Linked DNA regions of Mus musculus: all the other regions are linked to region 1. The links are chromatin contacts, called in public ChIA-PET, HiChIP or PLAC-seq and promoter capture Hi-C maps. All regions are on one chromosome and are shown on one strand. Each heading gives the region's core, a stretch centred on a gene start, on an enhancer-like site or on the middle of the called end of the contact. The rest is flanking DNA. Distances are from core to core; before and after follow the strand shown.

Region 1 (2,700 bases), core at 25-2,524:
ATAGTGACTTATAACAGTCCCCTTCAAGGACACTCCATGCAGAGTCACAAGAGGACTGGGATGAAGGGGGTGTCCACATAGCAAGCCCCTAAGGTTACTTGCTGGGCCTGAACTTTGGCATTATTTTGGCAGGTTACCATCTCACCTCCCACTGATCTTGCTCCGTAAATTGAGGCACCAAGACCTCTTCCCTGGGGCTGCCTGTACACAACAAAAGCATTACTGGCTTATCTAGGCTGGACATAGTGTCAGAGTTCTCCAAACTGGGACACAGAGAGGAGAAATGGCGTGTGGTTCCTTGTTTCACCAAGCAATTGTCATTCGCAGCAGCCTATGTTAATTTGCATATGGGGGAAAAAAAACACTAAATTTCAAACTATGGGACACTAGAGACCAAAAGTTGGTAACAGGACAGGGCAACATCGCCAACAGGCTTTTGCGACTTCCACTCCAACGGCTTCTGTCACCGCCGTAGGTCCTGAGCAAATGGCCGCCAGCGCAGCTGCGGCCGAGGCGCAGTGGGAGGAAACCTGTCCCGAGCCGGGGAGGCTTAGCTATGTTTTACCCAGCTAGACAGGGCAATGGCCTCATTCAGGCGTGTCACTGGACACCGCACAGGAGGGGGATGCGGTCTGCAGCAGGTGTACTCGGGTGGAGGTGCATGCCATGGCGCGGCCCGGCGCGGGGCACGCGTCTCTGAGCACGGGACCCTAGAGCAGGACATCCAGCTCTCCAAGGCCCGCTAACTCGGCGCGTGGAGATACGACCCTCACTAGCCATAGGCTACGCGCGACCCCGGCCCTCAGCCCGCGTTTTCTGCGGGCGCCACTTCCGGTGTCGGGGCGCCGTTGCCGTGGAGACGGCCCTTAGGTCCGTGGCCGGTCCCCGCCCGTCCTCGGCGGCTCACCCGGTGCCCTCTCCGTGGCGGTGCCGGTGTCCGGAACCATGCGGCGGGCCGACGGTGCTGGGGACCGGGCCTGCGGCTGAGCTTGTGCCCCGGGGGTGCGACGCCAAGGCGGGCACATGCCGCCGAGGACGGGGTCGCTTCGCGCGGCCCTTCAGTTGCCCCCGGCTGGCTCTGGCCCGGAGGGGAGGGCGCTCCCGGGCCGGGCCCGAGGCGTTTGTCCCAGCGTGGGAGCCGTAGTGTTGTCCCTCGGCGGCCACCGTAGCACGGTCTTCACGCCCCCTCCGCCCGCGACGACACGGTGAAGCCTCGCAGCGCCCACCGCGGGCCCGCGCGGAGCATCCAGGAATTCCTCATTATCCGAGGACGCGCACTAGCGTGCGCGCGCCGTGAGCCGACCGTGACGTCATTGGCCCGCGGCCTCAGCCGGAGCGTGAGTTTAGCTCTCCCGCGCAGGCGCAGATGGGAGAACTAAGGGCGAGGAGGCTGGTCCTCTCCGTGTCAGTGCGCGTGCGCGAGTGTGGGAGGGGCTTTCTCGCTGTGGTGTGAGCTTGTCTCCTTTCTGGTGGTGCGGTGGAGTTTTTCCTGTGTCCCAACGCGCGCCGCTGGCACCCAGAGAGCAGTGACGGTTGCAGATGAAGCGATCTCGTGCTTTAGGGGTACTCGCTGTAGAGCACAAGGATCCTGGAAGCGCCAAAAGAAAGAGTTAAGCTGGTGTGTCACCGGTCTAAATGACCTTGCCAGGTTCCTGCAAGCAGGTGTGGTAGGTTTCAGTTAAAAGTTGATGTGTGCGTTTGTTGCTAGGATGTGGAGAGAAGGTTGGGTCAGGCCATCATCCCATGACGGACCGGAAAGTAGCCTTACAGGGTTATCCTACATTGACCCTCCTGCTTACCCAGGCGTCAAATGCAGGCTCCCAGGGAAGAGAAACAGACCCTTTGCAGGAAAGGGGAACCTAGGGCTGGCTGCAAGGCACCTTTGCACTTCACAGGGAACACTTGGAGGCCCCAGCCCACGCAAGACCAAGAGCAGCTACAGGCAGTGGCATGTGCACATCCTGCCAGTACAGCCCACAAATGAATGAATAGATGTAAAAATAAGTGAATGTGCCATATGTCATTATACTCTCTTTTAATCACAGCACTCCAGAGGCAGGCGGATCTCTGTAAGTTCTATGCCAGCCAGGTCTTCTTGGTGAGAGTATGTCAAACACATCTTGGGTCAGTGAGATGGCTTGTGGGTAAAGGCACTTGCCACCAAATTAACAATCCTTGGTACCCACATAACAAAGGTGAAAATTGATGCCCTCCTGTTGCCCTCTGACTTACACACACACACACACACACACACACACACACACACACCATGCACACAGAAGTAATGCTTACAATAAGTCTAAGTCAACTGGAGCCCCTGGACTATGTGACCCTGTCTCGAAACAATAAGAAGCATTTCCTCCCCTGGCCTGAGTTTCTGTCACCCTGGAGTGATGATCTTCTGTTTTCTTGATCGTCCCCTCCTTTAGCTCCCCCCTTGGTTCTGTCCCTACTAGAGATGTCCAGTTTCTCTACTTTTTCTGTCCCTCTGTCCCTTTCCACTTGTTCAGCCCTGTTGCTCCTGTAAGAGCCCTCAGAGTCCTCTACACCTCTGACTTTGAGGCTCTCTCCCTCTGAGGTTGGGCAGGTAGCTGCTGCTGACAGCTCTTGGCCTCTAATGTTGGACCACTGGACGGAGACTGAAAGCACCCTGAACGTCTCACTAAAGGATGCTTCTTGTGACCTCTACTCTCTTGCTTT
Region 2 (2,700 bases), core at 105-2,604, 590 kb before region 1:
GGAAAAAAACAGCCAACAGGTAAACACCTCACAGACCTGCTAGGCAGGCAAGGAGCCACCAGTTCAGACCAGAGACACAACTGCTGACAGCACTCAGCCTTCCAGATGTACACACAAGGCTTGATAAAAAACAACCCTTCCTTCAGCTTTTAAAACTCAAGTATTTATAAATCCATCATTAAGTATTCAGCAATAAAGTTAATTTTTAAGACTTAAACATCAATTTGAGATTGCTTGGGGTCTCCACCTGATAACAGTTAACTTTGGGTCACTAAATACCACCTTTCTCAGTCAGTTACGCAGGCAGGAAGGGGCCGTGGTGGCAAGGTCAACTGTGACTTCTCTGGGGGACTGGTAGCCAAGCTAGTGAGTTGCACACAAGACAATGATGACATTGCATTGTGTCCACGGAGCTGAAAGTTTGTTTCTCCGATTTTGGGGCCCGCTGGGAGTACGTCTGTGAGTTCTAATCAATCTCATGTCCTTTCCACCTACTCAGGGCTTCAAGTCCATCATGTGGAATATACACTAGGTCCAACCTCCATTAGGCAGGCGTCAGGAGGTTAAGGGCCCTGGGATCAGTCTCCACACCCTGACACATATGCATCTATCCCATCAACATAGTTTCCAGGGCGGTGGTGGCGCAGGCCCTTTAATCCCAGCACTCAGTAGTTCGAGGCCAGACTACTTTACAAAAAGCAAGATAGTTTCCAGAGAAACAGAGGTTCTGAGGGGCAGAAAGGTGAGATCTGAAAAAATAAAGGAGGACAGGGAAGGTAAACCACCAACAGGGAAGAGGCCTTATGGGGGAGGTGGTGTCCGTGATTTGTGTAGCCGGGTGTCAGAAAAGGCGACGTAAATTTGGCAGACCAAATTTGACTGCCCCATCCAAAAAGCATAAGTGGGTGGGAGGTGAGCGGTAAAAGTGGCCTGGGAGACCAGGTATTCGCTCAAGGCCAGTAAGGGCAAGTGGGGCTCGTGGGTCCCTCGGGCGCGATGCCGGACCGAGATCTGGGGCAGGGACCGTACTGCTGTAACCCCGAGCCACCGCGGTAGGCGCGCAGCCAAGCACCGCTGCGGACGTCGCGAACTTTTCCGGCCCCCCTCCCGCGACTTTCAGTTTCCGGCTCCGCGGCTCCGAAAAGTCTACCCACCCACCTCACCCAGACAGCGGCGGCCCCGCATCTGACCCCCAACCGCCACTCCCACCCCGCGCCTGACCCCAGCCCGGCCGCCGCTGAGAGTAGACCCCCCGCTTAGATCCGCGCCGCCTCACCCAACGGTCTTCGCGCGCCCGGAACTCAGCGCTCGCCGGGAAACACCCCCGCTGCCGCGGCCCGCCCCGTCTGACGGACAGACGCACGCGCCTACCAGGAGCTCACAGGGAGCAGCAGCGGCCGTCGATTTGTCAAATAGGCCGCCTTGACTCTGCCCGCTGACAGACGGAAGCAGGAACCTACCAGGAACGAGCACGGAACCGCAGAGAGCGGTGATTAGTCAGAGCGGCGCAGGGGGTGGGGGCTAAGCCGGTTTCTCCGGTTCCTAGCAAGGTTGTTGAGGAAGCTGCCTTGAGCCTCTCTTCGTGGACGTCAGTCACTTGCAGTCACTTGCCACCAAATGTAACTCGAGTTCGAGCCCTGGGTCCACATCGTGGAAAGAGAGCAGGGGTTTATGCATTATTTAGTCATACACACAAATAGACGAATAAGTGTAATTTAAAAGTTTAAAGAGTTAACATTTCAATGAATATTTGCGAACAAAGAAGTGTAGACAAAAGGGTATACTGTGGAACAAACTGACATACTACAGCTTCCGCGACGAGATTTTTTTCCATCTGTTGTGGGAGAGGTTGCAAGGATGAAAGGCAGGTACAAGGGGAGGGGGAGATGGGTGGGATGGGGTGCATGATGTGAAATGCACAATGAACCAATAAAAAGGTTTTTAAAAAAGTTTGAAGGATTCATCAAGAGCACCTTCAACCACATGAACAGGGAAATGTCCCCCAAGAAAGCTTATGTTTGGAGACTTGAGTCTACGTCAACATGTAGATTTGTACACCTCTGACAATTGTCTATTCTCATCTCTGCAGTCCTGTTAAAAAGGTATTTTAAAAAAATTATAAGTATGTATGTCTGTGCACATGAGTGAAGTATCCAGGGATTCCATACAAAGAGGCCATTGTATCCCTTAGAGCAAAAGTTATAGGCTCAGGGCTGAAGAGATGGTTTAGTGGCTAAGAGTACCGACAGCTCTTCCAGAGGTCCTGAGTTCAATTCCCAGTAACTACATGATGGCTCACAACCATCTGTAATGGGATCGGATGCCCTCTTCTGATGTGTGTCTGAAGACAGCTACAGTGTACTCATAAAATAAATAAATAAATCTTAAAAAAAAAAAAAAAGTTACAGGCTCTTGTGAGCTGGGACCCAAACCAAACTTCAGAACTCTGAGAGAGCTCTTAACTCCTGAGTCATCTCTTCCTGCAAAAAAGAAAAAAAATATATATATATGCTGACACATATCTCTATATATCTCTAGACATCACACACACACACACACACACACACACACACACACACACACGCTACACACATAACCACATATAAACAACACCATACACATATATGTATATACACACAAAGTATTTAGAGCTCACCATCAGGGGTGTCCAACCCACAGCATGTATCCCAGGATAGCATC
Region 3 (2,700 bases), core at 77-2,576, 790 kb after region 1:
TTCGCAGATCTAACGGGACAATTTCAGAAGTCAAAGCCTCACACTCACACAACTCCCACCCCATCCGTCGAACTTAATTGTAAAAAGTGGTGCCACCTGCGCCTCTCTCCGGCTCTAACCCTGCCCAGCTAGTCGCTCGGGCCCAGACTCATCCCAGGCCTTCCCTGCGGTTCACAAGCCACCTGTACACTTGGGAAGGCGAGCCAAGGGGCAGGCTCCTCTCCTTCGGCAGCGTGGACCCAGATCGGGCAACCGGAGCAGAGTCCACGCAAAGAAGGAAGGGCCAGGACGGTCCTGGACAAGGGCGGAGGGGCCACGCAGCGGGGCGCACAGAGTACCCCCTTCCCCAGAGGTCCCCAAGGAGCCGCCGCGGTTCAGAGGGCAGAGGGCACAGAGCAGCACCGCGGGCCCCGGGAGCCTCCCTGGCCGCCACCCCCAACCCCCCGCCCAGCCTCCCCTCGGATTTCTCCGTAGAGCTAGGCAGGACGGCGAGGACGGGCGTCCGTGGGGCCGTGACGGCCAGCGGGCTGTGGGGCAGGCCGCACCTGGTCGGCGAAGTCCTCGGCCGTGCCCATCAGGTCGTTCTGTCCCATGGCGGCGGCGGAAGGCTCAGCTGGCAGGTCCTGGGCGCTCGCGCCTGCTGCGGCCTCCACAGGAAGTACCCGGCGGCCGGCCTCGCTGAGCCGCGGCTGCTCTAGCGGCTGCCACGTAGGCCAAGCCTTAAAGGGACCGCGCCTCCCGCCGCGCCCCGCCCCGCCTGCCGCGCGCCCTCACGCTCCAGGCCCCGCCCGCCACGCTCGAGGAGCCTGGCGCCGGCGCACCGCCCTTCACGAACAGGCCCCGCCTCCGCCGCGCGCCCTTCACAGGTAGACCCCGCCCCCACACCCCAGGCCCCGCCCCTCCAGCCCCTACGGACCACCCCTAGCCCTTCAGCCTCTAGAACCCGAAGCGCTGACCACTTTCCACCCTCACCAAGCAGCAGGTCCCGCCCACCGTGCTGGTAGACTTCCTGCCACCTGTGTCTCCCGCCCGTAGTACTTGCGGCCCCGCCTGCCGCGTCGTCAGTCTCTGCCCCGCCCTCCACCCTACCCAACACACCGGGGCCCTGCCCTTCGTCCGAAACACGGCTCCCTATTCTCTGTGGCTTCTTTAAGGGGCATAGTACGAGTATGCCATGTACGAGCCAAAGTGCTAAGCAGACACGCCCCGGGTTGAGGGTTATGGAAGGCAGGTGGAGGGGCTGAGGAGGTGGGGTGGGCACACGGAGCAGTCACTACCGAGCATGCTCAAACGAGGGTTCGACTACCGGCCTGGCTCGAGGGCTTTGCCCGGTAGTAGGACAGTGAGGCAGTGTCTCCACGAGATACCATGGAAAAATATCAGGTGCTGAGATGCCCCCACAACCAAGGTCCAGTGTCCTTGGGCAGCGGGACAGGTCCGAGGGCCACACAGCCAGGCCCAGCCTCCATCACAGGGTGACCCTATGATCCCCGCATGTTTCCTCCTCCGAGTTCTCCTCCTTTGAGTCCTCCCAGGGCCTCAGTTTCCCTCTAAAATGATGACCAACCCCCAAGTCTGACCACTGGTTGGAGAATGGTGCACGTGCCCTTCCCCTTCCCTCCATGTATGGGGTCTTTAAAGGCAGAACCTGAGTGGTTGTTTTTTTAATCGCTTTTTTCCTCACATGTCAGCCTCATTAATTGTTAGACTCGGCTTATAAAAGCTTCAGTTTCGCTCATTTTCTTTTCCTCTTTTCCAGTATTCTTTGAGAGAAGGCTTACATGCGTTAGCCAAGCAAATGCACTTCTGATGGCCAGAAATGTTTAGAGAAAAACAAAAAACAAACCACTGCTCACTACCTGGGCTGAGCTCCAACGGACACCCTGTATTCCCTGTATGCTAATTATCCTTCCCGTACTGCCTACATATCTTGTCCCCTACCCCACGCTGACAGTGGCCTCTGTACTCAGGCCTCAGCCACCTTCTACCTGACAGCACTGATCTTGTAGAGTTCTGGCTTACAGACCAGTTCTGAAGGTGTGGCTTCAAAGATGAGCTCTGGCTCAGACCCCAGTCCCACAGCCACAGGCAAGGACCTTGCTCCTAGGCCCCAGTATCTATCTCTCAAGTGAATTGTAGGCAGCACCAGTGCAGGTTACAGAGGATGGCTGGGAAGCACTTCCTTCAGTACTGTGCCCTAGACGAAGCTATGACTGCACCAGTTACACAAATCACAGGCCTTGTTTGGATGTTCATTTTGGCGAAGGGTACTAGATGGGGTATCACTAGGGTTAAGAGCCACTTCTGCCCCCAGCCCCACCCCCCAACTGTCTCTTACCTATAAGGCTGCCCCTGTAGGCTTGGGGAAGGCCATAGGCTATAAAATAAGAGTTCCAGAATGGGCTTCGAGGGAAATTGTATTGGCCCCACCCTGGAAGGCTTCTCAATCCATCACCTAAGGCCATTTCCTCTACAACAAAATTGAGAGAAGAAGCCATACTTGGGGGTGGAGTGTGGAACCATCACATGTAGGAAGTAGAGAATAATGTGACGTTCTCAAAGTCTCTCTCTTCCTTGAGGATAGCTATTGCAAATGCTGAATCCTGGAGCCTTAGGGGTGAACCTGGTGGTGGAAGAACTGGAAACTGAAACCAAGTTCTTGATAAAGCAGGTAAGGTGCAGAGCCCCTTGCTCCCAAGT
Region 4 (2,922 bases), core at 417-2,916, 890 kb after region 1:
CAGGAGTGTCCAATATTTTTTTGAGCCCAAGCAGGCCTCAAGAACATGATCTTCCTCCTTCAGCCTCCCAAGTGCTGAAGTTAAAGGCATTTTCTATGGCTCACACACTACCAAAGAGAACCCTATGACTTGTAGGCCTGGGACTTTAAGATTTGGGGGTCATTGGAGTTGTTGAGGAATAAAGAATTTGGCTGGAGTCTGCCACTCATGAGCAGTGGGACCAGGGCACACAGTGTGGCCTCAGTTTCTTAGTTGCGTTATGGGAAAAACATAGTTAACCTCAGGGGTGAAGATATTTCACGAAGTGTCTAGCATGTGCTCAGCATGTGCTGTGCGCCTTGCACATTCCCACCCCATTTGAAATGCTCAGGAGACCCCAAATCTTTCCAGCTTTGCTGTCAAGTCGCAGTCCTAACTCAGGGTCTACTGACATTCTAACGTTAAAGTCTTGGGCTCCTGGGCTCTGTTTAGCCACGTTCTGTCCTTGTCCATATGGCACCTCTCATCCCGCTAGCATCTGGTGTGACTGCCTCCAGGCACCCAGGAGGATGTCAGCTCTGCTGTGGCAGCCTGGCTTTGGGTATGGGGTTGGGAAATCTTCCCCTCAGCCCTGGCCCACATCTCTGCAGGATGTCACTTCCTCATGTCACTTGCCATCACCGCTAGCAGACGGGAATGCGTGTTAGGGAGAGATACCGGTGCTCTAGGGGAGGTTCCAAGGCTAGGTGATTTTAGTTCCCTGTGGTAAGCAGGTTGAGTGGGCCCATGCTCCCTCCACTACCCCATCTGATTTAGAGAACAGGCCTCACCCCAAACCAGGATGCCTGGATTTTGTCCAGGTGTAGTGCTGGGTCAGAAGAGAGCTTCAGTTCAGGGATGACTGGAGATGTGTAGACCAAGGCATACCCAAAGCTGAAATTGCCCAGCACAGCGGCGAAGGTAGCCAGGAACACCCTTCTGTTTTTCAAGGCCCTGGTGGGGGATGGGGTAGAACCAAAGGACCAAGGACAAGTCCTTTAAATGGACCCTGAGTTCCCAGACTGCTGCCTTCCCCGAGCCCATGACCATCCAGCTCGGCAGATAACCAGGAGAGGCCTGGGTCCAGGGCCAGTCAAGTTGTCTTCAGGCCTTAGCAGCAGCTCTGGGAAATCCCCAGGCTGTCGGCTGGGGCTGGTGCCCGTTTTCTCCAGAAAAGAAATTGTGGTTTTTGCCTCCTGTTGTGATGCTCAAAGCTTGTTCTGTGATCTTAGGCAAGACCCATGTCCTCCCCCTGTGGCAGGTGGGGATCCCACCCAGTATTCCTTTGGAGGCTCTCTTCTTTATGGTGGTCCAGTTCTTTAAATAGGACTTGCGAGCATGCGGTAAGAAAGAGTCAGATGACTCTTGGTGGCCACTCACCAGAAGTCAGTAATGGCCCAAGATGTGTATCGTCTGCTGGAGATAAGGCCATCCCAACCTCCCATGCCCACACCCTGAGACTCTCACCCGGCTCGTTCTCTCTCTCCAGGAGTCGCGGGCACCTCGGGGAAGGTATCATAGTCGAGTCCCTCGGTTCTTAGCAGGGGTTCCTGCATGGCCAGCGCGGATGGTCAGATACAGCGGGACTCCACTGCAGAGCTAAAGCATCTGCCTGAGCCCTCAGCACAGCAGGCGAAGCTCCGCCCTACAGATGCGATTGGCTGCAGGGCGGCCCTGCAGAGCCGTGCTGTCCAATGAGACAGCCGCACGCCTCGGATGCAGGGTGCGATCGGGCTCCCGGGCGTGTCCCATCGCGTGCGCCTTGAGGCGCTGGATTCTGCCGGGGAAACCCGCTTCTAGGGCAGGGCCGCCTGAGCACCCTTTCGCCAGGCTAAGAGCGTGGACTGCTCCATGGCTGGGTCTGGCTTTATGGAGGAGAAGCCCAGAGAGTCGTAAGCTTGCCAAGGTCACACGGAGGATTGTTATTATTATATATTTTTTTATTATTGCCTTGCTTGGCCCTGTTCTGTGCCCTCTCCCGTCACATAGATGTCACTTCTACACCTGCCACTTCACTTCTCGCCTCCTAACCCTAGTTGACTCCAATGAATCACTACTTTGGGTGTGTACAGTAAGTAGGAGGAGGGTGGAGCAGAAACAATTAGGGGTAACTCCAGCAGGTGCCCTGCGGTGTCTCACCCCATAGCTGTGGACAAACCCCAAGGCTTCTCTCTGCTAGCAAGCAATCTGTCTCTGAGCTACATTCCTGATCTCTGGGATTTCCTGGTTGTCCAAATAGCTTGCACTGTTCAAAATCATTCCAGTAATGGTATAAAATGACCAAAAAAAACGAAACAGAAACTTCTCTAGGAGGTGGAAAAAGCCACAATCAAGATGCCTATCTGTGTCTTTGGACTTTTTCAGTCACAGGAGTGGACTTACTTCCTGTTCACATTTATAAACTGACCCTTTGTTACCAGGCTATTAAAACAGTAAAGGGTGTTGTAGAAGTCTCAGTTCCCCTTTAGAAACACTTCTAGAGAGGACAGTAGAGACCACAAAACTGCTGCGACCCACCCTGGCTGGACGTCTTTCCTTCCTGTGTTTGCCTTGCCTGTCTGTTACTTAGTGGGGAGGTGAACTTTCAGTGAGTGGTGTTCCACTTCACATCCAAGCTGAGTGTGTGTGTGTGTGTGTGTGTGTGTGTGTGTGTTATACATAATTTTGGGAGCCTGAGAGCACTGGCTGCTCTTGCAAGGACTCAGGTTTGATTTCCCAGCCCCACGGGTTGGCACACAACCCTCCTCTTACCTCCATTTCCAGGACAATTGGTGCCTTTTGGCATCAGCTTTTATGTGGTACAGACAAAACACCCAAACATGTGAAAAACTTAAGATATATAATTTTTAAATTTTATGTCTGTCTGTGAGTCTGTGCTCCTGAAGCTGAAATGATGGACTTGTA

The links. ChIA-PET counts read pairs in DNA pulled down with a chosen protein or histone mark. HiChIP or PLAC-seq counts read pairs in DNA pulled down with a chosen protein or histone mark. Capture Hi-C pulls out chosen DNA fragments and counts their contacts.
Region 2: a contact with region 1 is called in an RNA polymerase II ChIA-PET map of memory CD8 T cells, with 25 read pairs. The contact joins the promoter of Traf2 here to the promoter of Tmem250-ps in region 1. A contact is called at or near these places in 1 of 39 promoter capture datasets (erythroid cells) and 2 of 115 datasets of contacts at active chromatin or transcription factors (memory CD8 T cells and pancreatic cancer cells).
Region 3: a contact with region 1 is called in a FOXA1 HiChIP or PLAC-seq map of pancreatic cancer cells. The contact joins the promoter of Stkld1 here to the promoter of Tmem250-ps in region 1. A contact is called at or near these places in 1 of 39 promoter capture datasets (erythroid cells), 2 of 115 datasets of contacts at active chromatin or transcription factors (epiblast stem cells and pancreatic cancer cells) and 1 of 9 other capture datasets (liver).
Region 4: a promoter capture Hi-C map of adipose tissue shows a contact between it and region 1. The contact joins the promoter of Slc2a6 here to the promoter of Tmem250-ps in region 1. A contact is called at or near these places in 1 of 484 Hi-C or Micro-C datasets (neutrophils), 1 of 115 datasets of contacts at active chromatin or transcription factors (pancreatic cancer cells) and 1 of 9 other capture datasets (adipose tissue).

Annotation. Positions count from the first base shown.
Region 1 is chr2:26,139,232-26,141,931 of GRCm38.p6, forward strand. It overlaps Tmem250-ps (transmembrane protein 250, pseudogene), which reads right to left and starts at 1,275. Exons shown (of 2, transcript NM_001256521.1): 1 at 908-1,275.
Region 2 is chr2:25,545,586-25,548,285 of GRCm38.p6, forward strand. Traf2 (TNF receptor-associated factor 2) reads right to left here and starts at 1,355. Exons shown (of 11, transcript NM_009422.3): 1 at 1,277-1,355. It overlaps Gm35476 (a long non-coding RNA gene), which reads right to left. Exons shown (of 4, transcript XR_866044.3): 4 at 2,340-2,480.
Region 3 is chr2:26,932,730-26,935,429 of GRCm38.p6, forward strand. It overlaps Stkld1 (serine/threonine kinase-like domain containing 1), which reads left to right and starts at 1,327. Exons shown (of 19, transcript NM_001379463.1): 1 at 1,327-1,383; 2 at 2,585-2,671. The coding sequence starts at 1,369. Surf4 (surfeit gene 4) reads right to left here and starts at 782. Exons shown (of 6, transcript NM_011512.3): 1 at 546-782. The coding sequence starts at 593. It overlaps Gm36591 (a long non-coding RNA gene), which reads right to left and starts at 539. Exons shown (of 2, transcript XR_374179.1): 1 at 1-539.
Region 4 is chr2:27,026,332-27,029,253 of GRCm38.p6, forward strand. Slc2a6 (solute carrier family 2 (facilitated glucose transporter), member 6) reads right to left here and starts at 1,667. Exons shown (of 10, transcript NM_172659.2): 1 at 1,486-1,667; 2 at 810-972. The coding sequence starts at 1,574.